Linked DNA regions of Mus musculus: regions 1, 3 and 4 are each linked to region 2. The links are chromatin contacts, called in public Hi-C and HiChIP or PLAC-seq maps. All regions are on one chromosome and are shown on one strand. Each heading gives the region's core, a stretch centred on a gene start, on an enhancer-like site or on the middle of the called end of the contact. The rest is flanking DNA. Distances are from core to core; before and after follow the strand shown. Region 1 overlaps 2610307P16Rik (RIKEN cDNA 2610307P16 gene). Region 2 overlaps Gm40841 (a long non-coding RNA gene). Region 3 overlaps 2610307P16Rik (RIKEN cDNA 2610307P16 gene). Region 4 overlaps 2610307P16Rik (RIKEN cDNA 2610307P16 gene).

Evidence for each region. Hi-C and Micro-C count contacts between places; a contact is called where the count stands out from the background. HiChIP or PLAC-seq counts read pairs in DNA pulled down with a chosen protein or histone mark.
Region 1: a contact with region 2 is called in an H3K4me3 HiChIP or PLAC-seq map of embryonic forebrain, with 5 times the contacts expected there. The contact joins two enhancer-like sites. A contact is called at or near these places in 7 of 115 datasets of contacts at active chromatin or transcription factors (the SCID.adh cell line, VIP interneurons, astrocytes and 4 more) and 1 of 9 other capture datasets (embryonic tail).
Region 3: a contact with region 2 is called in a Hi-C map of cortical neurons, with 4 times the contacts expected there. The contact joins two enhancer-like sites. A contact is called at or near these places in 5 of 484 Hi-C or Micro-C datasets (the N1E-115 cell line, cerebellar granule neurons, cortical neurons and 1 more), 8 of 115 datasets of contacts at active chromatin or transcription factors (the SCID.adh cell line, VIP interneurons, astrocytes and 5 more) and 1 of 9 other capture datasets (embryonic tail).
Region 4: an H3K27ac HiChIP or PLAC-seq map of microglia shows a contact between it and region 2, with 7 times the contacts expected there. The contact joins two enhancer-like sites. A contact is called at or near these places in 5 of 484 Hi-C or Micro-C datasets (cerebral cortex, cortical neurons, embryonic fibroblasts and 2 more), 9 of 115 datasets of contacts at active chromatin or transcription factors (the SCID.adh cell line, double positive thymocytes, embryonic basal ganglia and 6 more) and 1 of 9 other capture datasets (embryonic tail).

The regions. Positions count from the first base shown.
Region 1 is chr13:28,810,151-28,815,463 of GRCm38.p6, forward strand. All of the region lies in intron 2 of 2610307P16Rik (RIKEN cDNA 2610307P16 gene), which reads right to left. Among named protein-coding and RNA genes, the nearest start is that of 2610307P16Rik, 73 kb to the right of the region's middle. Within about 2 kb of position 1,576, at least 52 of the 459 cell types and tissues checked have an H3K27ac peak or open chromatin away from gene starts, as enhancers often do. A contact at or near this core is called in embryonic forebrain, where this site is marked.
Region 2 is chr13:28,415,238-28,420,113 of GRCm38.p6, forward strand. It overlaps Gm40841 (a long non-coding RNA gene), which reads right to left. Exons shown (of 3, transcript XR_003950511.1): 1 at 3,848-4,876. Among named protein-coding and RNA genes, the nearest start is that of Gm40841, 3.8 kb to the right of the region's middle. Within about 2 kb of position 2,449, at least 225 of the 459 cell types and tissues checked have an H3K27ac peak or open chromatin away from gene starts, as enhancers often do. A contact at or near this core is called in cortical neurons, double positive thymocytes, embryonic forebrain and 2 more, where this site is marked.
Region 3 is chr13:28,791,464-28,796,554 of GRCm38.p6, forward strand. The region is part of intron 2 of 2610307P16Rik (RIKEN cDNA 2610307P16 gene); the gene reads right to left. Among named protein-coding and RNA genes, the nearest start is that of Mir6368, 83 kb to the left of the region's middle. Within about 2 kb of position 2,303, at least 30 of the 459 cell types and tissues checked have an H3K27ac peak or open chromatin away from gene starts, as enhancers often do. A contact at or near this core is called in cortical neurons and neural progenitor cells, where this site is marked.
Region 4 is chr13:28,856,236-28,861,552 of GRCm38.p6, forward strand. The region is part of intron 2 of 2610307P16Rik (RIKEN cDNA 2610307P16 gene); the gene reads right to left. Among named protein-coding and RNA genes, the nearest start is that of 2610307P16Rik, 27 kb to the right of the region's middle. Within about 2 kb of position 1,941, at least 6 of the 459 cell types and tissues checked have an H3K27ac peak or open chromatin away from gene starts, as enhancers often do. A contact at or near this core is called in double positive thymocytes and microglia, where this site is marked.

The DNA.
Region 1 (5,313 bases), core at 326-2,825, 390 kb after region 2:
ATAGAAAATCTCATAGGTAATCTAAGTGCAATCTAAAATCAAATCTTATTCTAATGATTTAAAATTAGGTAAACCCAACATAAAGCAGGTGACTTATAAGCTACGGAACTAACTGCTAGTCCTTCTAAGTCCCCATTACCACCGTTTTCAACCTTAAGTATCTTTACCTTTCCAGGATTTCTTGGCATTTGACACAGTTTTATTCTACAAATACGCCAATCTCCTTATTTGCAGATCTACAACATCCATGAACAACATCCATGGTCCACTTATTTCTAAAAATAACTTCAGCTAAAATTTACTTTATTGGTCAGTCCAGAGGGGTTGAGACAGAGGACCTGAGGCTCAGAACTCAAGCTCTCAGAGACAGTTCCAGTCCCTACAATTGCTTCCTACTGGCAGACTACAGCAGTACAGCCTAGGGAATTTAAATGACCGATTTACCCGGGGAAAGAAAGCTTATTTTTAGTGAGGGTGGAAAAAAAAAATGTTGATTTAATTTATTTTACTGGCTGTGAATCTCCTTTGGAAAGGAGAAGTAGAGTTTGATTAATTAGATTAGCAAATGCAATAAAGTGTTTATTCACTTGGGTGAATCACGGCTTCCCTGGGTTAGCTGAATTTTATTTTAGGTTTTCAAACCTGTCCAGTAGGTAGCAAGATGGAAGCCAAAAGCCCTTCCACACCACACTGCTTTCAAGCATCTTTTCATATGTTAATTTGATCGTTTTTTTCCCCCAAATCTGCAGGCAGACATATTTCACAGCCCCTCCCCCTCTCTCACAGGGGGAGGGGCGGCATATGGATCATACACACAGATGACAGGAAATTAACCACACTACTCATTACCATTTGCTATGCTTCTGGGTTTTAGCAGGTTTTTCCTTTCCTATTGACTTTCATTGCAAATTTTCTTTCTACCCAGCACAAAAGCTCCAAAGAAATTAGGTCAGCAATTTATAAGGTCATTAGAAAATACTTATTAGAACAAACCGTTGCAATTGTAAAGAAAAAAAAAATAGTTGTTACCATCCTCCAATGGCTGCCAGCCTTTTTTTCTTCCTTCTTTTCATGGTCTGTCTTCTTCAGGAAGTCCCTTTGATGTATCTTGCTACACAAAACCATTCCCTGACTCATTTGTTACTGAGACTTTACCAGAGCAACAGCTGTTCAAACAACACACTTGCCTCTGAAAGTCTGGGAAAATTGGGGACAATAATCAAATTAAAATTCCAGGTCTACACTCTTTTGACAGAATGCAGCCGGTTTTGATGTTTTATATTAAAGCATATTACATTAAAAGGGATTCTGCTGCACGGTGTACTGGGTTCTCCCAGTAATGTGCTGATGGCGTTTCACAAGGAGGAAAAGCTGGTAATTCACCAAAAAGGGGAGAAAAAAAAAAATCAAACATTTTTCTAAAAATTTTTTTTCTCTTTTTCTTGTTATACTTGATTTTTTTTTTTAAACCCAAAAGAATGGAGCTTGAAATCCTAGCAGATGGGGACCACTGGACAGCATCAGACTCAGAATAACAATACAAAACTGAAGTGTGGGGCGGCTGGGACACAGGCATCTTGGGTGGCTTCTGATAAACAGGAAGCCCCATTGATTTCAGCTGAAGGTAGAACTGAGCGCTTTTATCCAAAGGCTGTGAAAATCACCTTCTCCGAGAAAGGTTAACATCTCTCGAGTTCTCTGAAAAAAGGCAGAAGATTACAGGATCACAGCTGCCTTCATGTTAATGAGGTACAGGCAACTGGCCTTGAGCTTTGAAAGGAAGAAGGGAGAAATCAAAATCAGAGCGCATTCACCCGTCTGACAGTATCCCCTGCCTCCATCTGCAACACATCCATACACTGACTGGGCTAGGCAGGGAATTTAACGGTATCGGAGATCAAACAGCTTTAATACTTTGAATTACCCTGAAAATAATGCCTGCCTCAGAACAGAAGTAGCACGCAGGGCAGCTCAAAGAATAGCATTCTCTTCTCACCTGTTCTCCAAGATCCCACCATAGCAGCTGGTCCCCAAGGGTTCTGACTAACCACTTCCACAATCCTAGCTGGGCTGTTTCCTCCTACCCACTAAAGGTCAACGGTTCCCACTGTCCAGTTGTGTCTTTACAAACCAGTTTCATTAATCTTCCTAGAAAGCAGGAGGAGCCTGTGGTGGTTTGAATATGCTTGGCCCAGGGAGTAGCAATGCTAGGAGGTGTGGTCTTCTTGGAGGAAGTGTGCTACCATTGGGGTTGGCTTTGAGACCCTCCTCTTGGGTGCCTGAAAGCCAGTCTCCTCCTAGGAACAAGATGTAGAATTCTCAGCTCCTAAGCGCCACACCTGCCTAGACACTGCCATGCTCCTCCCTTGGTGATAAAGGACTGAACCTCTGAACCTGTAAGCCAGCCCCAGTTAAACGCTGTCCCTTATAAGATTTGCCTTGGTCATGGTGTCTCTTCACAGCAGTGGAAATCCTCACTAAGTAAGACAGACCCATTCCAAAACCCTCTGGGCAATGCAAAGTAAGATCTGAGTCTTTATGATGTTCCTACCAACTATCCACATTCCTAGCACACACTCCACATCTCAGTCAGAATCCCAGATCTGTACCTCTTATTAAAATATACACACAGGGGGAAAAAAAAACCCACACAGACAGACAGGCAGACATGCAAAAACCCTGGACTTTGGCAAGTACCCCTGGGATCCTTCCTGTACCTTCCTTGGGCCTTCATCCTCATCCTTCTTTGACTTGCCCTACATCGAATTTAGACTCAGAAAATGCACACTCTCCCAGGTCACCCTGTATGCACCTATTAGGGAGCATCCACACGTTATATTTCATTGCTATAACCATTAGTCTCTACCCTCTAGACTGAGAAGTGAGACACAAGGGCTGAGCCTTATCCTTGTTGGAGTTCAAAATAAATAACCAGTCAATAAAATAAGATAAAATAAACCAGTTAGGACAACATTGTCACCCAAACAGTCCCTAGAGCCCACGACAAATATTTTCTTTGGAAATGAGTTGACAATAGAGTTGCCTTTCACTTTACAATGTTTCCACAAATATAGAAAAGTGGCACACAGTATGTATTTAACAGATGTCTGATAGTACATAAAGAAACACAAGGAGCAACAGTGTCATCAGGACATTAAAATATCAAGTTTTCTTCACTAAAACTATTTGTCAGACACAAAAGAGAAGAGAGCATGCAAGTTCCATACTTGTGGTGCAAGTGCTGGGACTGACTGAGTACTTCCCATCCCACAAAGTGTGATAGTCCCTCAGGCTCATAGGGACTGGCACTGTTGGAAAGTGTGGCCTTGCTGGAGGAAGTGTGTCACTGGAGGCCAGCTTTGAGGTTTCAGAACCCAGGTCCAGTGTCACTCTCTCCTCCTTTGGCTCCAGAAAGAGAACGAGAGTTCAGCTACCTCTCCAGAACCACATCTGCCTGCATGCTGTCATGCTTGTCACCATGATGATGATGGACTAAACCTCTGAGCTGTAAGCCAGCTCCAAATGCTTGCCTTTCTAAGAGCTGTACAGTCATGGTGCATCGTCACAGCAATAGAAACCCTAACTAAGAGAGTGACCTGCACTCACGATTCTGTTTGCTGTTGCCCCTATCTTACATATACAACTTACCAGCCGCTGCATTGCTCACATACAGCCCATCAAGAAAGCGCAGCACTGACGTGTACAGCACCAAGCATTTTACCCAAGAGTCCCAAGTCGTCTACCCACTGGACAGATGGCTCAGTGGGTAAAGCAGCTGCTATTCAGGCACGAGGACCAGAGTTCAGATCTCCAGCACCCATGTACATACTCTAGTCTGCCTACGATTCCAGGGCTGGGAAGGCGGAGACCACGGATGCCCATAATGAGCTGGCTAGCTAGACTATCTGTATGGGTGAACTCTGTGTTCAACTAAAAAGTCCTGCCTACATGAATATGGTATAGGGAGATCACCTAAGGTCTCCAGAGTCACTCAGTGCCCACACATGGACACAGGCATGCGCAAACACACACACACACACAAGCACTGGATGCTGAAAGGACAGACATCAAGTTTACCCTTAATGTTCTTAACTTCAAGAGAACCTTGCCACCCTGACAGGGACTCTGCTATAGTGTCAGTGACCCCTGGCCCTCGTCTGAATTGCTGTGTTTAAACTTGTTTGGTAATTTAAACAGGAGGAGTGGTTTCATCACTCCTCTGGCCCATTACAGCCTCTGTTTACTGTTTGCCCTGGGCTCCTGCCTCAGCAAGACCTAAGACCTGCGTTTTAGATACTGACTGTACTGAGAACTTGCTTTCGCCCACTCAAGTGCAGCTGGCACCCACAAGGGCAGAACCCAATCTACCCACAGCCGGTGTCCAGGTCTCCAGATGATCTCTGTTCTTGGTGTCCCTACTTGGCATCCTAGTCTAGGGCTCCGAGCTCCAAGCTATCCCCTTGCTCCAAGCTATCCCCTTGCACCTTGCCTTGCTCACACAGGCTCTTTCCTCTGCTTGGAACGCTGCCACTCTGGGCACATTCCTAACCCTGGTTTGTGTCTAGCACCCCCTACTAGGACCTTAAGGGGCCTCTCCCCTTCCCCCCACCCCTAGCAGAAGCAAAGAGCTCCTCCCTTCTCCTTTGTGCTTCCTTTCCTTATCTTTTTAAAGCCTCTGTGACAATTCAGAGACAGCAATTACTACTCACTGTTTGTCAGGGGTGTGTGTGTGTGTATGTTAGGCCACACAGGTTTATTCTGTCTGTCTTCCTCCATTGCTTTCCACCTTATCTGCTGGGGTAGGGTCTCTCCTTGAACCTGGAACTCCTTGCCCCTCTCTACCACACCTGCCTAGCTTTTATGAGGATGCTAAGGATCCTGGTCCTGGAGCTTAAAGGACAAGTGCTCATCCATTAAACCACTCCCCACCCTCTTTGCTGCTGAGAGCTCCCTCTGTGAACAGACACCAGGTCTTATTCATAGCCATTTCCTTAGTACACAAAGTCATACCTGAAACACAGCAATTGATGCCTTAACGAAGGGACACCTAAGGCCATATTAAGATGACTGACAATTCCATCCACCATGGTTCCCTCCACCCTTACAAAATCAGAGCACCAAATGCAGAAGCGCTATAAACTTGCTGTCTGCACTGAAGGCAGACTGCAAACCTAACTGGTAACACCAGGACCCAGCTCAGTCTCTGAAGGTGCAACCTTTAAGTTATTGTTCCAGCTTGATGAGGAGTTGGAAACGATCCAAAAGGAGGATGCTCTGAGACGTTACTCACACAACTTTGGCCTCTTAAACATT
Region 2 (4,876 bases), core at 1,199-3,698:
AAAAAAACCAAAGTATTCTTGAATACGCATTGCTTTAATTTTTCTCTTGATGGACTTTCAGATTATTTTTAAATGATCTATTAAAAAATCCTCTTCTTGTAAAGAGCTATTAAAACTGCAGACACTTGGGAATGCTGGGGAGGGAAAGTGGGTCATGTTGCAAAATTGATTATGTGAGCTCTCTCTACTCAGTGCCCATGTCAGCAACATGGAAAAGCAGTCTCCAGACTGGATTCTACAGCCACACTTTCTTCTGCAGAGAAAAAAAAATGCAAAGCAAAACAAAACAAAACAAACAAACAAAAGAGTGCTTTTTGTACACTGGGAAACAAAATGGGTGGGGTGGGAGCAGTTCAATTCTATCCCTGAACACAAACACCAAACTGGACTTTTCAAAAGACAAACATAGCCCAGAAAAAAATACTTTTGTAATAAAAAAATGGTGTGTGTGTGTGTGTGTGTGTATACATATATATATATATATATTCTAAATCTGGAATCTTGTCTATCTTACTATCTTATTTTAAACAAGCCAGCAATTGCAAGCTTCAATCTGTTTGGATAGAAAAGAATTTATGTAAATGTTTTGTTCAAGCCCAAAAGGGAAAGGGGTGTATAAAATATACAGTGTATAAAAGATGCATGCCCAACTCCAAAACAGCTTGATACACAGGGGACCAAAAAAACCCATCTGCCCTTCTGCTAGGTACGCCCAGCAGTCCTGAAGCTTAAATATCATGCCATTTGCAACATGGTTTCAATGACCCCAGCAATAAGAGATTAACCAAAATTTCATAACTGCTCTGTTCTCCTGCCCTCCTGGCTCTTGGGGATGAAGGGCAGAAGGAAGAGAAGGAGAAGGTCAAAGAACTAATAGAAACAAACAAACAAAAAGAAGTCTCTATTTTTTGCACTCTTTCTTGGCACTTGAGAAAGAAAAAAAAAAAAACTGAGGCAGATCAATCTGTACAATGCTAAACCAAATCTCTTTAATTCCAGTCAGCTTTTATCATTCAGTCGCTGAGTCTCTGTGTGGAAAAATTCATGCTAATTCCCCCTAGCAACAGCTTCAGCCTATCAGGAGACTTTATGTACCGTGCAGCTGCCTGCCAGAATAACTCTAAGTAGGTCAGGCCTGTATTTCTAAAAATGCTACGGTCTAGTAACCCCACTGTCCCGTCTGTCTGCCCTGCCCCATAATAACCTCAATTGCTTGGTGACACAATGACATACTATCCTGTTAGAGTGCAATCACATCATGCTACATTATTCTGCAGGAGCATGGCTGGGTGAAGGACCCTCCGAGGGGCAGCATTAATCAGACAGCCATTCATGTCCACCAGCGTTTCTCTCTAGAAATGGGGACTGCATTAATGACCAGCTGTTTGAACTAACACAAACAAAATAATGTCTTCCACCCTGTTGGGTGCACAGAATACAGCATTCTGATCTGGCAGGTTCCACCTCTTGACTAAATCGAAGATGTAAATTAACTGGGCTCAGACAACATAGGCTTTGGCAATCTTAAAGTGAGTATATTTAAATTATATTACATGTGATTCAAAAAGCTATTGATTTCATATACACGTCTCTCCTTGCCTACAATTTTCCTTAATCCACGTTTTTAAAAGGAAAAGTGCATACACGGGTAACATAATACATATGTGCATATTGTCCAGGGACTCAACTGCAGGGGCTGAACTAAAATTGACTTCGCTTCGGGCAGAGAAACAAAGCTGGTCAGTAGTAATTGTGCAGCATGAACACAAATACAAATACTAAATGCACGCTGCGAAGGAGCACTGAAAACAAATAAGAGTAAACACGCTGAGCCTGCTAGCCAATCAGCTCCTCCCACCAGCTCCTCCTGGAGGCTCCAGAGAACGCCCCACACCTCCAAATAACAGAGACAGGGGATGGAAGGGAAAGGTGCCCTTCAACATCATATAGTGGTATGTCGCTTCCTCACAGGGTTACCAACAAGATAATTGCAAAAAAAGAGCTTCTTCAGCGTATAAATTAAGAATACCAAAACAACTCAGAACCTGCAGTCAGGTTTTAATTCTATAGTAGGGATTTTAGAATCTAATGGGGACATATGTCCTTGGGTGTACTTTTAACTTTCTCCCATTGGCATACAAAAGCGAATGGGTATATACGGAGACAGGACCCCAGCAGTGCAGTACCGGGCTGTTTGGGACGGTATTTTACAGGGACGGAGCTTGCATGCTCAGTCTGCATGCTTATGGGTCCCCTGTTTGATCTAACAAACACCCTCCTATACGCTGAGCATTTCCTGCCAGAAGTTAGGCAGAATCCAGCCAGTGAGATGTGCACTTCAGCCCTGCTTAATTTTCAAACAGAAAATGCCTTCATGTGTCTGCCCTCATTTGAACTGTGCTTGATAACTTAGTTATGACTGTCTTCTGCACTCTGTGGCACACAGCACACAGTTATTCTTGGAGAGATACAGTCTCTGACGCAACCATGAACCGCTAATTACAAGCTGCTGACATTCTGCTCGTCTCTGCAGCTTTGAAGTTCTGCTTTGTCTCATGGCTGTTCCACTGTGCTCCCACCCCTTACCCTCTCCTTTCTCTCTTTCACTTCATAGCCTTTCTGAATGCTCCTCTAGCACAACCTGGAGAAGGAGAAGGGATTATCAGACTTGCTTGCGTTTCTTTCCTCTCCCCACCACATCCTGACACACTCTCTCTCTCTCTCTCTCTCTCTCTCTCTCTCTCTCTCTCTCCCCACATAGATCTACAGTTTGGAAGTACAGTAATAAGATCCTGTCTCCACCCCACCCTCAGGAATGCACCAACAGCTGGCCAAACATAATCCAGCACACAGAGCCGCTTTGTAGAATTTCTAACAAACAGTGGGAGGACAGGCCAGACAGGCGTCCCAGAGGAGCCCCCATGACAACTGGGAAAGCTGCTTGCTCCCGGCTCAGAGCTCAGTTCACCCAGCTCACCCTTATCTATCTACAAGCTTCTAGTACCAGCCAAGCCCCGACAGAGGCAATGAGAGGCCACCCTCCTCCTTCCTACAGCCTCAAGCAGGCTGCAAGCTTTCTTCACACTGACATCAGCCGTGCCCTGCCTCATGCCACACACCCCTGCAAGCTCGACAGCCACAAACCCCAGTGCCAGGATCAGCAGCAGCACCTGTGGTCACCATCTATAGCTGGGTGCCAGGAGGACCCTCCCTTTTCCTTAAAGAATTTCCTTTATTAAGCATAGCTGATCCTAGCATTTGAAAGCATGTAAATCTAACACTGTATCCATCTCCACTGAATGCTTAGCTTCTGAAGCCTGTGGTATCCAGCTGGCCTCAGAGTCATCTGGGATACATTTATTTTGATTAAATTGATCGCATTTCTATTTAAGGGACAGAATTTTTCTGCCATACTGAATACAGCTGTGTTTACAGGGCTCTGTAGGAGAAGAAAACAAAACCGTACAGTGAGCCTTAGCCCAACGCTGAGCACTTAGAACTTCAAGGAGTTAAAACTGAAGGGGTTTGCTATGCCGTTAAAAAGAAAAGTCTATATGCAGCTGCTCTGGCCGAGCTTTCTGGCTAGCCAGGAAATAGGTCTTGAGCAGGAGCTGAAAACACTGGCTTGTAATCAAACCCAACCCAGCAAAGAGTCTCTCTCTTTCTCTCTCTCTCTCTCTCTCTCTCTCTCTCTCTCATATCTCTCTCTGTGTGTGTATGTGTTACACAGTCTCTTCCATGTCTCTACACGCATGCACATGCACTTAAATCCATGCTGCAAGGCTGCTATTTTTCTCTGGGGACACTGTACAGTCACCCAGCCCATCAGTTTCTTCCTTGACAGTACCAGGGACATCCACACTGCAATTTACAGTTCCTCCATGCACGTGCTGGCAGATCCACTATGCCATCCTTCCTTAGATTAAGACTGCGGAGCTGGCAGCAGACAATCTTACGACAGTCAGCATCTCTTCTTTTCCCCTTCCATTTCTCCAGCTCTGCCCTGCCAAGCAGACACAGCAAGTACCTGCTTCATCCATCTTCAGTTCCACTCTCTGAAAAAATGCCACCACATCCAGACCTGGGTTGTCCCCCTCAGACAATCCCAGCGAGCAGCCGGGGTTAGGTGCGTGAGGCAGGGGCGGTGGCTGCCCTCGCCCTGTATGCATATCATCGGTGGGCACTGATGTATAGTATTCCTAAATTCCCTTTCCAAGTCCTTCGCATGCCTTCGCATCCCACCCCAGTCTTCTGCAACTTCACCCTGTCTTCCAAGACCCCATCGGCTGTGAGAGACCCTGGCCAGAGACTGAAATAGGTCCTTCTTCCGCAGAGTGCAGACAGGAGATTCTGGGATCCTAGTTGTACGATGGGCCATCTCAGGCAGGAATCAGCCGGAACCATGCAGGTGAGCCAGACGAAGCTTGATGTGCCCACAGTGGTGCAGCCCGGGAGCGGTGAAGAAGACAGTCTGGCTTCAGAGTTTCGAGAAAAGAAAAAGAAAAAGAAAAAAATCAAAAAGAAAGAAAGAAAACAGCGCAGCTCGGCGCCTGTGGGGGTGGAAAAAATACAGACACAACCAGAAAAAAAAAAAACAATAGTTAAAATCAAATTTCAAAACAAAAATAGGAAATACAGAGATCAGCATACTTGATGCGACTTTTATTTCTGACGTTTTCTTGGTTTATTGGCCTCCCCACCCCCCTCCAAAAACTCCCCAGTCCCTGAACGCCCGTCTGTCCACGAGTGCCGAGTCTCAAATGCGATTGCTCCACAGTGCCGCAGACCTACATCACATGAGGAAGCACATGACGAGCCGGAGTCGGCTGCTGCTGTGGTCAACTGTTCTGCCGAGGCAGAAGGGGGGTAGGAGGCA
Region 3 (5,091 bases), core at 1,053-3,552, 380 kb after region 2:
CGCCTTTGAAGGTATTTATTAATTTATTTATTTATCTATTTATTAATTTATTTGGAGATAGGGTTTCAGCATGCAGCCCTGGTTGGCCTGTAATTCTGCATACAGCAGCCTCTACCTTCCCCCCACCCCCAAATGTGGGATAAAAAAAAAGCATGCACCACCACACCCAGGGATATTTTATTTTAAATGTTTTGGTTGATTGGTTGCTTTGAAACAGGGTTCTCGACAGACCTGGCTGTCCTGGAGCTCACTATGTAGACCAGACTGGCCTCAAACTCAAGAGATCCACCTGCTCTACCTCCTGAGTGCTGGGACATGCTCCACAATGTTCAGCAAAGGTTTTGGGAGGGGGGAGTTGGAGGGACACATGAAGGTACACATGGCTGGGGATATCCATAGAGTTCCAAGAGGGCGCGGTATACTCTAGATTATAAGCCACCTGCTGTGGGTGCTGGGAACCGAATCCTTTTTCTAGAGCAGCAAAAGTTTTTCTAGCTGTGTTAGCAGCCGAGACATCTCTCTCCAGCCCCAAGGATTTTCTTGTAAACCAAGGCCTCTCTGATGTAAACTCTGCTTGATTAATTAGCACCTACTCTAGCTATTGTGAATCTTGCTCATCTTTTGTGGATCACCTTAAATTATATTTTATTCCCTGATAGGATCCTTCATCCTGCACACTCTGACTGAGGAATTCTTACTGCTAGTTATCATTCTGTCATGCCAATATAAATTCGTTCACCTGTACTCTTGTCAACCCCTGTGTGTGTGTGTATGCACATACATGTGTGCACACTCAAGAGTTTGGGTATGTATGGGGGGGGTTCATGTGTACATGTATGTAGAGGTTATCTTCAGAAAGGCCACACTGAGGTAGGACCCACTCACCTAGAGATTACCAATTAGGCAAGGCTAGCTCTACTGCCCCAGCACTGCAGATTACAAGCGTGTACCACCATGTCTAGCATACTTATGGAAGTTGTAGTGACTGAACTCAGGCATTTCCACTCCACAGTAAGTACTTTATTATCTGAGCTGTCCTCATAGCCTTTATCCATACCTTGAATGCTTTCGATACTCGAGAATGCTCTCCTAATTTGCCTGTGGCCCCCTTGTTCTTCGAAGGAACAAGGTTGTCTTGCCTCCTGCTTTTCTCTCCTTACCATACACCAGGCAATCAGCCAAAGCTTCTTGAATGAATGAGTGAGCGAAACCAATGATCACGAGCCATGGCATTTGAAAGCGAGCTTTGGAACCAGCCAACCGTGTGCTAAGGTGATTTTCCTTCGGAGGTTCCAAAGGCTTCTTAAGCAATTCCGCTAATTAAAAGGAGAAAATTGACTTGAATGTGGGGAAAGCAATAAATACGAAAGAGTCGCCTCATGTTGCACTTAGTATGTTCAGAAATAACACTTAATCAAATATGACCCAGCAATGAAAATATGTAGGATAAGATTTTGGTCTACACATCTCAGAGTTCCATAGTTAGAGGTTACTATGGCCTAGGCTCACGTGCACAGAGTTTGGTTTCCCTTTGCTTATGTAAAGCTGTTGTGTTTCAGAGTATCCCAGAATGCAGCAGTGAGGGGTTTCTTCTAGGTGAGCTTCAGTAAAGATACTCTCAGTCCTGCATTGATGGTCAAGAGCTCAGGGCACAGCAATAGCCACCTCCCACCCCCACCACCCCCCATGACAATCACCCCTGACCACAGAGCTCAGGGCACAGCAACAGCAACCTCCCACCCCCACCCACATGACAACCACCCTTGGCCACATGCAAGCCTCTCTGTTCACCCATGAATGTGTTCCTCACAAACATTTTATACATGCCACAAGGTGGAAACACATGAGAAGTAACCAGAATACCGGAGTGAGTGAGTCTTCTACTCTGCAGCTGGGCCCGTGCACAGAAGTGCCACCCCTCCCCCAGTAACAGATGGGCAAAATAATCAAAGCCTGCTGTAATATAAAACCAGAAAGAAAGAAAGAAAGAAAGAAAGAAAGAAAGAAAGAAAGAAAGAAAGGAAGGAAGAAAGAAACCCAGATACAATCCAAGAGACAGAAAGACAACTAACAGGCCTAAAATTGGAGTATTCTGCATGAGTAGTTTATTTATTGTGGGAAAAATACGTATTATTCAACCTGGTCTCAGAATGTCTCTTGGGGACTGAGGTGGTCTTCATTTAGGAAAATCTCTCTATGAGCTGTTTGAGGGCAAGGGGAGGCAAGAGAGAAGGAAGACAACCTTTATGGGCCAGCCTCTTATAATGGTATGAAAATTTGAGAACAAAGGGGGTTGGGATGAGAGAGAAAAAGAGCAGGCAATTTGCAAAGCCACGTCTGGGGATGAAAAATAGCCCTGCTAGCCAAGAATAGCGGGATGTTTACTCTGCCATTTAAAATTATTCTTAGTCCTGGGATTTTCACTCTTGACAAATGTGGGTAAAATCTCCACACCCATAATCTGTTGTGTGATTTCGACTCTTTTATCCAGATTGCAGAAAGTCTGTGTTTGAGTGGGCACAGCACCGAGAGCAGGGGCTAGAGGAAGAAATAAGACACACAGAGGAAGAAAGGGGCACAAAAGGAGACCTGGTCAGCAAACCCTGGGAAGACAAAGAATTCTTCACAGAGGATAGTAGAATTTTACATACATCCAAAAATGTATGAAATCAACATGTAAGGAAACCTGGGCAAGATCCTAGAGGTCAGCAGCTGCACTCCGAGGTACAGTGTACATGGAATGTGAATACAGAGGTGTTATGCACGCATGAAGACACGTGTGGCGTATCATAAAACATGTCTGTATCATAAAAATGAGGGGCTCCTGAGCTCTGGGAACCCGCTTTGCAGGATCTGTCCCCTTAGATCCTTTTCTTTGGGTATGGTCACAAATCCACCAGACCCTGACCTAGATAATAAAGAAACAGGGGCTGATAGTTAAGTGGTAGAGAGCCTGCTTAGCAGATACAAATTCTGGGTTCATGGCTTAGTGCCACAAAATAATTTTTTAATTTGATTAATTGTATATAATAATTGTATACATACTTTTGTCAGAGATGTCGTATTTTCATAAAGCTACAAATTAATCATAAAGAAGCTCTCTTACGTATAAAATATGCAGACAGGAATGTCTCATGTAATTACAAAATTGTTCTTCCCAATCTGTGTATCTGGGCTGTTTTTTCCTGTCCTTAGAGCTGCACTGACTATTCTCAGTATTAACTGTTATTCTGTGTTTAATGGGTGGCATGTGGCTGGTGGTTGGGTAAGCACAGGGCCACAGTTTCCTATATAGACCACGATCCTAAGTTACATCCTATATCCGTCACACACTTGAGACTGCAAAGGCTGGGGTCCTTTATAAGAATACTGGATATCTGCTCATCAAGTTGCTTATTTTAGTTTTAGTGTGGGCTGGTGGCTTTCTTCCTGAGATTTGAAATGATGGGACAAATGAATTGAGATGCTTACCTAGAAGAAAATTACAGTGTTTGTGCAACTCTTGACCAGAGCACCTTACTTGTTAATATGTGTACTACTAAAATTCCCTTTACAAAAAACAGAACTTTTGTTAAATGACTCTAATGCCTGATCCCATTAAATTCAACCACAGCTGATGGTGTCAAAAGCTGGCAGGGAAATGGTTAAGATCTCTACTTCTGTCCTTAATTATATTTAAATTAATTTTAGCATGCAGACTGAGTATGCTCACAGAGCTATGGAATAATCCACTGTTCTAAGAACCACTAATTCCTAATTGACGTAGTAGCTTATAATTGTATTTTCATAGTGTTTAGTAAAAACATTCAGCTTGTTAAAAAAAAAAAATTAAAGGCCCATAATATGAAACTTATGATCAAAGAAATCAGCTGAGATCTATTTGCAACACATTTTTTCCTTTCTGAAAAGGGGTGGGGGTGGGGCACTCATCGTCTTATTTGGGTAACACAAAGGCAATTTTTAAAGCTCGGGTACATGTGCAAAGTTGTACAAAAGAACAAAGCCTAGTCTTTGTGGCAACACGTTCCTTCTCAGGAAATACATCTCACTAGATAGGCTCAGGATCCTAGCACTTTGAAAATGTGTCTTATATCCCTGCATTGTACTAAATCTAGAACACCCGCCCGCCCGCACAAATGGAAGCTATCTTTGAAAGCAAAAGAAATAAATTACTTTCCGCAACAAAAAATAATAAAGAGAACTGTAGAACACAGTTACATTGAAAATAGTAGCCATGGGCAAGAAAAACGAGGAGACAGAAAGGGCCTCATTAAAAATTCAGAGGATATTGGAAAAGGCAAATTCGGTCTGCTCACCTCCAGCAAAAATGCTGAAGGATATTTGATGAGTATAACACACAAAACAATGCCCCTATGAAACTTAAAAGTTGACATATTCTGGTATCCTGAGTGTAAAGATAAAATCCACTTATTGTATGTAATATAAGCTTCATGTGGATCAGTGAACACAGATCACTAAAGGAAACAAACTATGGGTTAAGCAGATGCTCAAAGCCACAGGTCTGGTGACCAACAGCCAAATGGTAGTAACATACACCATCTCTGTGTATGCCACATTCCTGAGTGGCCTTCACAACTGTAAGACACCCCTAAAACTACCCCATCAACACAGATAATAATCAGAGGCCCTGAAAGTTCTTCTGGTCCAGTCCTGAAGAGGCAGCTTGATCACACCTAATCAAAAAGTCCAAGTAACTTCAGATTCAGAAACTTCTCAAACATCAACATGACACTGCAAATGGGAAACTCCCTACTTGCGGAATGAGGGATGGTCAAAGAGGTAGGTACACAAACAGTATTGTAAAAATCATTTCAGGCAGCTGGACACTGGTGGCTCACACCTTTAATCCCAGCACTTGGGAGGCAGAGGGAGGCGGTTTCTGAGTTCGAGGCCAGCCTGGTCTACACAGTGAGTTCCAGGGCAGCCAGGGCTACACATAGAAACCCTGTCTGGAAACAATAACTTATTATTATTACTATTATTATCATCATCATCATCATCATCATTATTATTATTATATTTCAGGCTACATGTACAATGTACATATAAAATATGAGTGAATTTCATATT
Region 4 (5,317 bases), core at 691-3,190, 440 kb after region 2:
AGGAATAAATTGAGTAAAACAGTTCTCCAATCTGTTTTTCTAGGGCACTTAAGTTATGCGTTGGTTATTTTCCTGGTGCTGTGACCAATTACCTGACAAGAGGCAACACAAGCAGCTGGTGAGAGGAGGGGGAAATGGGATCCCCAGAGTAAGCTAGCTAGCTCTGCTAGCCAATAATGAGCTACGGGTTCCAGTGTGAGACACTGCCTCCATACATAAGGTAGAGAAGAATAGATCCCTCATCTCCACATGCATCACATACATGGATGTACACCTGCACACAAACAGCAGTTTAAAGGAAAAAGAATTCATCCTGGTTCAGGGTTTAAGGGAACACAATTTATCATTTCAGGAAGGCGGAGGGTAGAGCAACAGGTGGCTCCATGGCCACCAGCAACTTGCTCACACATCTGTAGATCAGGAAACAGGAAGCCCTAGTAGGAAGCAAGGCTGGGTTACAATCCACTTCCTCCATCCAGATACCACCTCCAAAGAGTTCCACAACATCTAGAAACAGCACAGCCAGACGGGACCCAAGAATGGATATGTTTTATTCATACTCGTATCCCTACTTTTTAATCTCAGTCTCTAGCAAAAACTAGCAACTCAATGATCAAGGAATAAATGAACGTGTGGTGTGTGGGGTTGAAAAGCCTTTAACATTATGTAAGCCATGTCGAAAACAGATGTTTGACCACAGATGAATGGCTCAGCCTTGGACACTTCTCAGTGACATGAGGAAAACCTTCACAGGCACGTTACTGTCTTAAACAGTCATCTATGATGTTACTTTAAAGCAAACGTGCCAGACAGGGTCACACACACCTGTAATCTCATCACATAAGCACCTGGGGAGTATTGACAGGAAGATGGCTTAAAGTTTAAAGCCAGTCTTAGGTAGAGTGGAAGGAAACCTGTCTCAGTAAAACAAGCAACCAAGCATAGATACTCAAATTCATCTGTCTACGTGAAAACACAATGAGATTCCACTACTTATCCAAGAGAGTGACTAAAACGTAAAAATTAACGCTATCAAGTATGAGCAAAGCTGTGGTAACACATGGAACTGCCACAGAGACTGGGGGAAGTGTAAATTGGTACAGGCACTTTTGGAAAACTATTTGGCAGCATCTACTAAAGTTTAATATATGCTCTCTGTCCCAGCAACTCCATCTCATAATAGGAACGCACACATATGTTCAGTAAGAGACATTCCACAACGATGTTGGAGAGTGCATCAAATCATCACACCACGTGCCCTGAAAGTACACAATCTTTGCCAAATAAATATTATTTAAATTCAAAAGAAGAATGTTCCCAGCAATAGTATTCCTAACAACAGCTAGAGACAATCCAAATGCCCTCCAAGAATAGAAGAAGGCAGTGTGTCATGTTCAAGAAAGCGAGTGTCACACAGCAAAGAGGTGCTACTGCCACAAATCTGAGCCTCACAAACAGAATGCTGAGTATGGTCCCAACACAATGGAGGACAGTGGGCCTTTCCATGGATGTAACTAAATAGCATGAAACTCCCTGCAGCATCTGCCCAATGAAGGGATTATAATTCAGTGGGCACAAAGTGGGAATCCACGCTCTCCATCTTAAGAGTTCATTTTGTGATAAGTCACTGAAGATGAATTTACAACTGTGTACTCCCCTTTATGTATTTTATACCTAGTAAAGAGGTTATAAAAATATATTCAAGAGATGATACTCTCTTATCTTCCTTTTCTTGTTTAAATTGCGATCTCGGCAGGTATGTTGACACAGTAAAAGGGCTAAGAGCGATAGCTCGACAAGCAAAACACTCACCAACCAACCCTGACAATATAAGTTCCAATCCAGCACCCACATTAAGGTCTGACATAGTAGCATGTGTATCTGCAATCCCTGCAGTCACACAAGAAAACAGGAAGTTCAGGGACCAGCTAGCTGGGCAGACACAGTGGCGAGACACTGTCTGAATCCAGGCAAGGATCAACATGCAAGGTTGTCCACTGATTGCTTCACATGCACTCTGGCGCACATGTGCCCATATCTGCATCCACACATATTGGCTCGAACATGCATGCACATGTGCGTGTGCTCTCTCTCTCTCTCTCTCTCTCTCACACACACACACACACACACACACACACACACACACACACACTCACACACACACACCCCAAACACAAGTTAGTGAGTTAGTCAATCAGTTAAAATACAAGACCCTTAGAACTTTTGCTTTACTGGATGCTTTTAAAAGGACAGCTAGAAGAAAAGAGAAAAGAGGAAAGAGATTGAGTTAGTATTGAACAATGGTACTACCTGATCTATGTCCCATCAAATCCCGGCGCCAGAAAAAGAACGGGGCTCAGTAATAGAGTACTTAGCATGCAAGAGGTCCCAGGTTCAATCCCAACACTACAAAAAATAAAAATGAGGAATTCATATGCTCAAGTTTAGCTTTCAGTACCTTAGACTGTGATTCAATTAGGAAACTTGTTGAGGGGGTAATTAAGCTAAAATGGGATCATAAGAGTGAACCATAATCCAAAATAGCAAATTTGTGAGAAAATAGAATTTGGATATCATTTCCTATAAAAGAAAGGAATAGGGAGGCAGAGGCCAGCCATGTGCTACACAAGGAGACCCAGAAGAGAGCCTTCACTCTCACACACTGGAGGAAATCTTGGACTTGCAGCCACCAGAAGTACGGGAAAGACTTCTGTTGTTAGAGCCATCTGGTCTGTGGCTCTCTGCTATGTTCGTTGTAGAAAGTGTCCCGATACCTCTGCACATGCTCTCAGACCATTAGCTCCCCAAAGGCCCCCTGAATCTACCAGACTTAAGTTTTCTGGGACTGGATATAGCTCAGTTCTAGAGTGCTTCCCTACCATGTACAAAGTCCCAGGTTCAAGCCCCAGTACTGGAGGCAGAGCACGTCATACTCTAAACCCTAACTGCACATTAGGGGTGGGGTTTTAGCTCAGTGGTGGACAGCTTGCTTGGTCACCAGAGGCATGGCTTGTCCACAGCACCCTATAATAAATAAGCAGGTTTCCTTTGAAATTCCAGACTTGAGCTACCTGTTTCATGTAGTAATGTGTCTCCCCACGCGCTCAATGCTTTATTACTTCTGGTTTTGTTTGATGTTGTTGGTTTGGGATTTGGGGAAGGGGGAGTCTGCCCACCCATTTTCGAGGTCTACCTTTGTGCCATCCACCAGAAGCCAGCAATCAAAGAAAAGTTCTGGTTTTGCTAGAACAATTATGTGTGTCAAGTATAGAAAGAACACCCTCTTTTCAGAAGATAGAGAATTGCCTTCCAGCAGAGAGAGAGAGAGAGAGAGAGAGAGAGAGAGAGAGAGAGAGAGAGAGAGAGAATGAATCAGAGGGGGTGGGTAGGTGCCATAAACATGGGGGTGGGCATGCTAGAATATCAAGTCATTCAATAGGAACATTAAGTCCTCAGCTCATCTTCAGTAGTGGCATCTAGTCCCATAGCAGGGCCACAGTCTTGCCGCACTATGACTTCCTGGGCCTCCTGGTACAGAAAATGCAGTACGTGCTTCTAACATACACGCCAACCTATGCATCATAAAGAATGAATTCACTGCGGCAGATCCAACAGAAATAATTCCCAATAATTTGTCAGAATTAACCTTTTGGTAAAACATAAATTTGTCTAAGTTTAAAGCACTTGGAAGGGGCGCAGGGGTCCACTGGTATTATCCAGATGCTGCGTCAGCAAGTTGACAGTAGCGAAAAAAGACCAGTGCTGAACACAGCGACTGCCCTGTTCACTCCATCTTCAGCACCATAAACAGAAGCTGCCAGTTCAGCACAGGCAGGCAGTGATTCACCGGCAAGTACCCCTTCCATGGTTAGTCCTAGAAATGTCAAATCGTGTAATTAACAACAGACCCTAACAAGTTTGCAGTCAGGTCTATAGTAACAAATGAGGAGTTTCAGGCCAGCCTTTTCAAGTGTTCTCAGGCTTACGATTCTTAGTATTCAGTAGCCACCATCCCATAGAACACAGAAGAATCCCAGTCCCCACGGGGAGATTTCTGTGTTGGAAGCAATTACTGCACACTCGATTTCCTCCAAACGTTGGCCAAGAGCCTGCACCCTTATTGTTCTTTCCTGAAAGAAGGGAATCTGGCTAAAATCAGCACTTTCTTCTAGACATTTCAATAGTCATCACTATTCAAGATCTTTTTTAACATTAAGTTTTTATGACCAAATACAAAACAAAACTAACCCAAAGAAAGGCCAGTGAGTTTGCTTAGTGGTAAAGACATTTTGCTGAGTTAGATCCTTAGGCCCACATGGTGGAAGGAGAGAACAAATTCCCAAAAATTGTCTTCTAATCTCTACAGACAGGCTCCAACACTAGCACCTATGCAGAGTGACACAAAACCACAAAATACATAAACGAACTAGCTAGTAAAGAAGTATAACTTTTAATTTTTTTTTTTTTAAGTAGATAAGGTAGGCTTGATGGCACATACCCTTAAGTCCAATACTGGGGAAGAAGTAGCAGGCAGATCTCTTATGAGTTCAAGGCCAGCCTTATCGTCATAGGAAGCCCAGGTCAGCCAGGGACACATTAAGAAATCTGGTCTCACAAAAAGTTAATAATTAATTGCAAAGTAAAAACTTTTAAAATCTGGGATTTTCCTGATAACAATAAGAAAAAAATTTTGTGGCAACATTTCCATGAGTCCAGAAAAACCTGAAAAATCTATGTAGTTTTCACAATTTTATTATTTTACAAAATAATTTTATTATATTATAAAAACTTTAACATGGATTAGAATGCTCAATATTTATAGAATAGTCAGCATTTTTTTGTTGTTGTTGTTCTTGTTTTGCTTTTGTTTGCGGGAGAGGGCTGTTTGTATTGGTTTGGTTTGGTTTTAGTTTTTTGAGATAGGGTTCCTCTATGTAGCCCTGACTGTTGTGGAACATGCTACATAGACAAGGCTGGCCTCAGACTTACAGAGATCCACCTGACCCTGCCTCCCAGGTGCAGGGTTTAAAAGACATGCAGCACCACTGCCTGGTGAATAGTCAACATTTGTATGAAAAATACTTGAAAATATAGATCCCTGGTCAATCCAAAGACCAAAGTAGTTGAATCGAGCCTTTCCAAGACATTTCAGCCTGATTATTCTGAAACATTTCATAAAATGGATTTAAATTTCCCTTGGATATCTCACCCAAATCAGAAAAGCAAATATATTAATTTCCCTTGGCATGACTGTAGCCATCTTGAATCACAACCCTTTGACTGTCCTTGAGATTTTCCTCCACACTTTCTCAGCAAA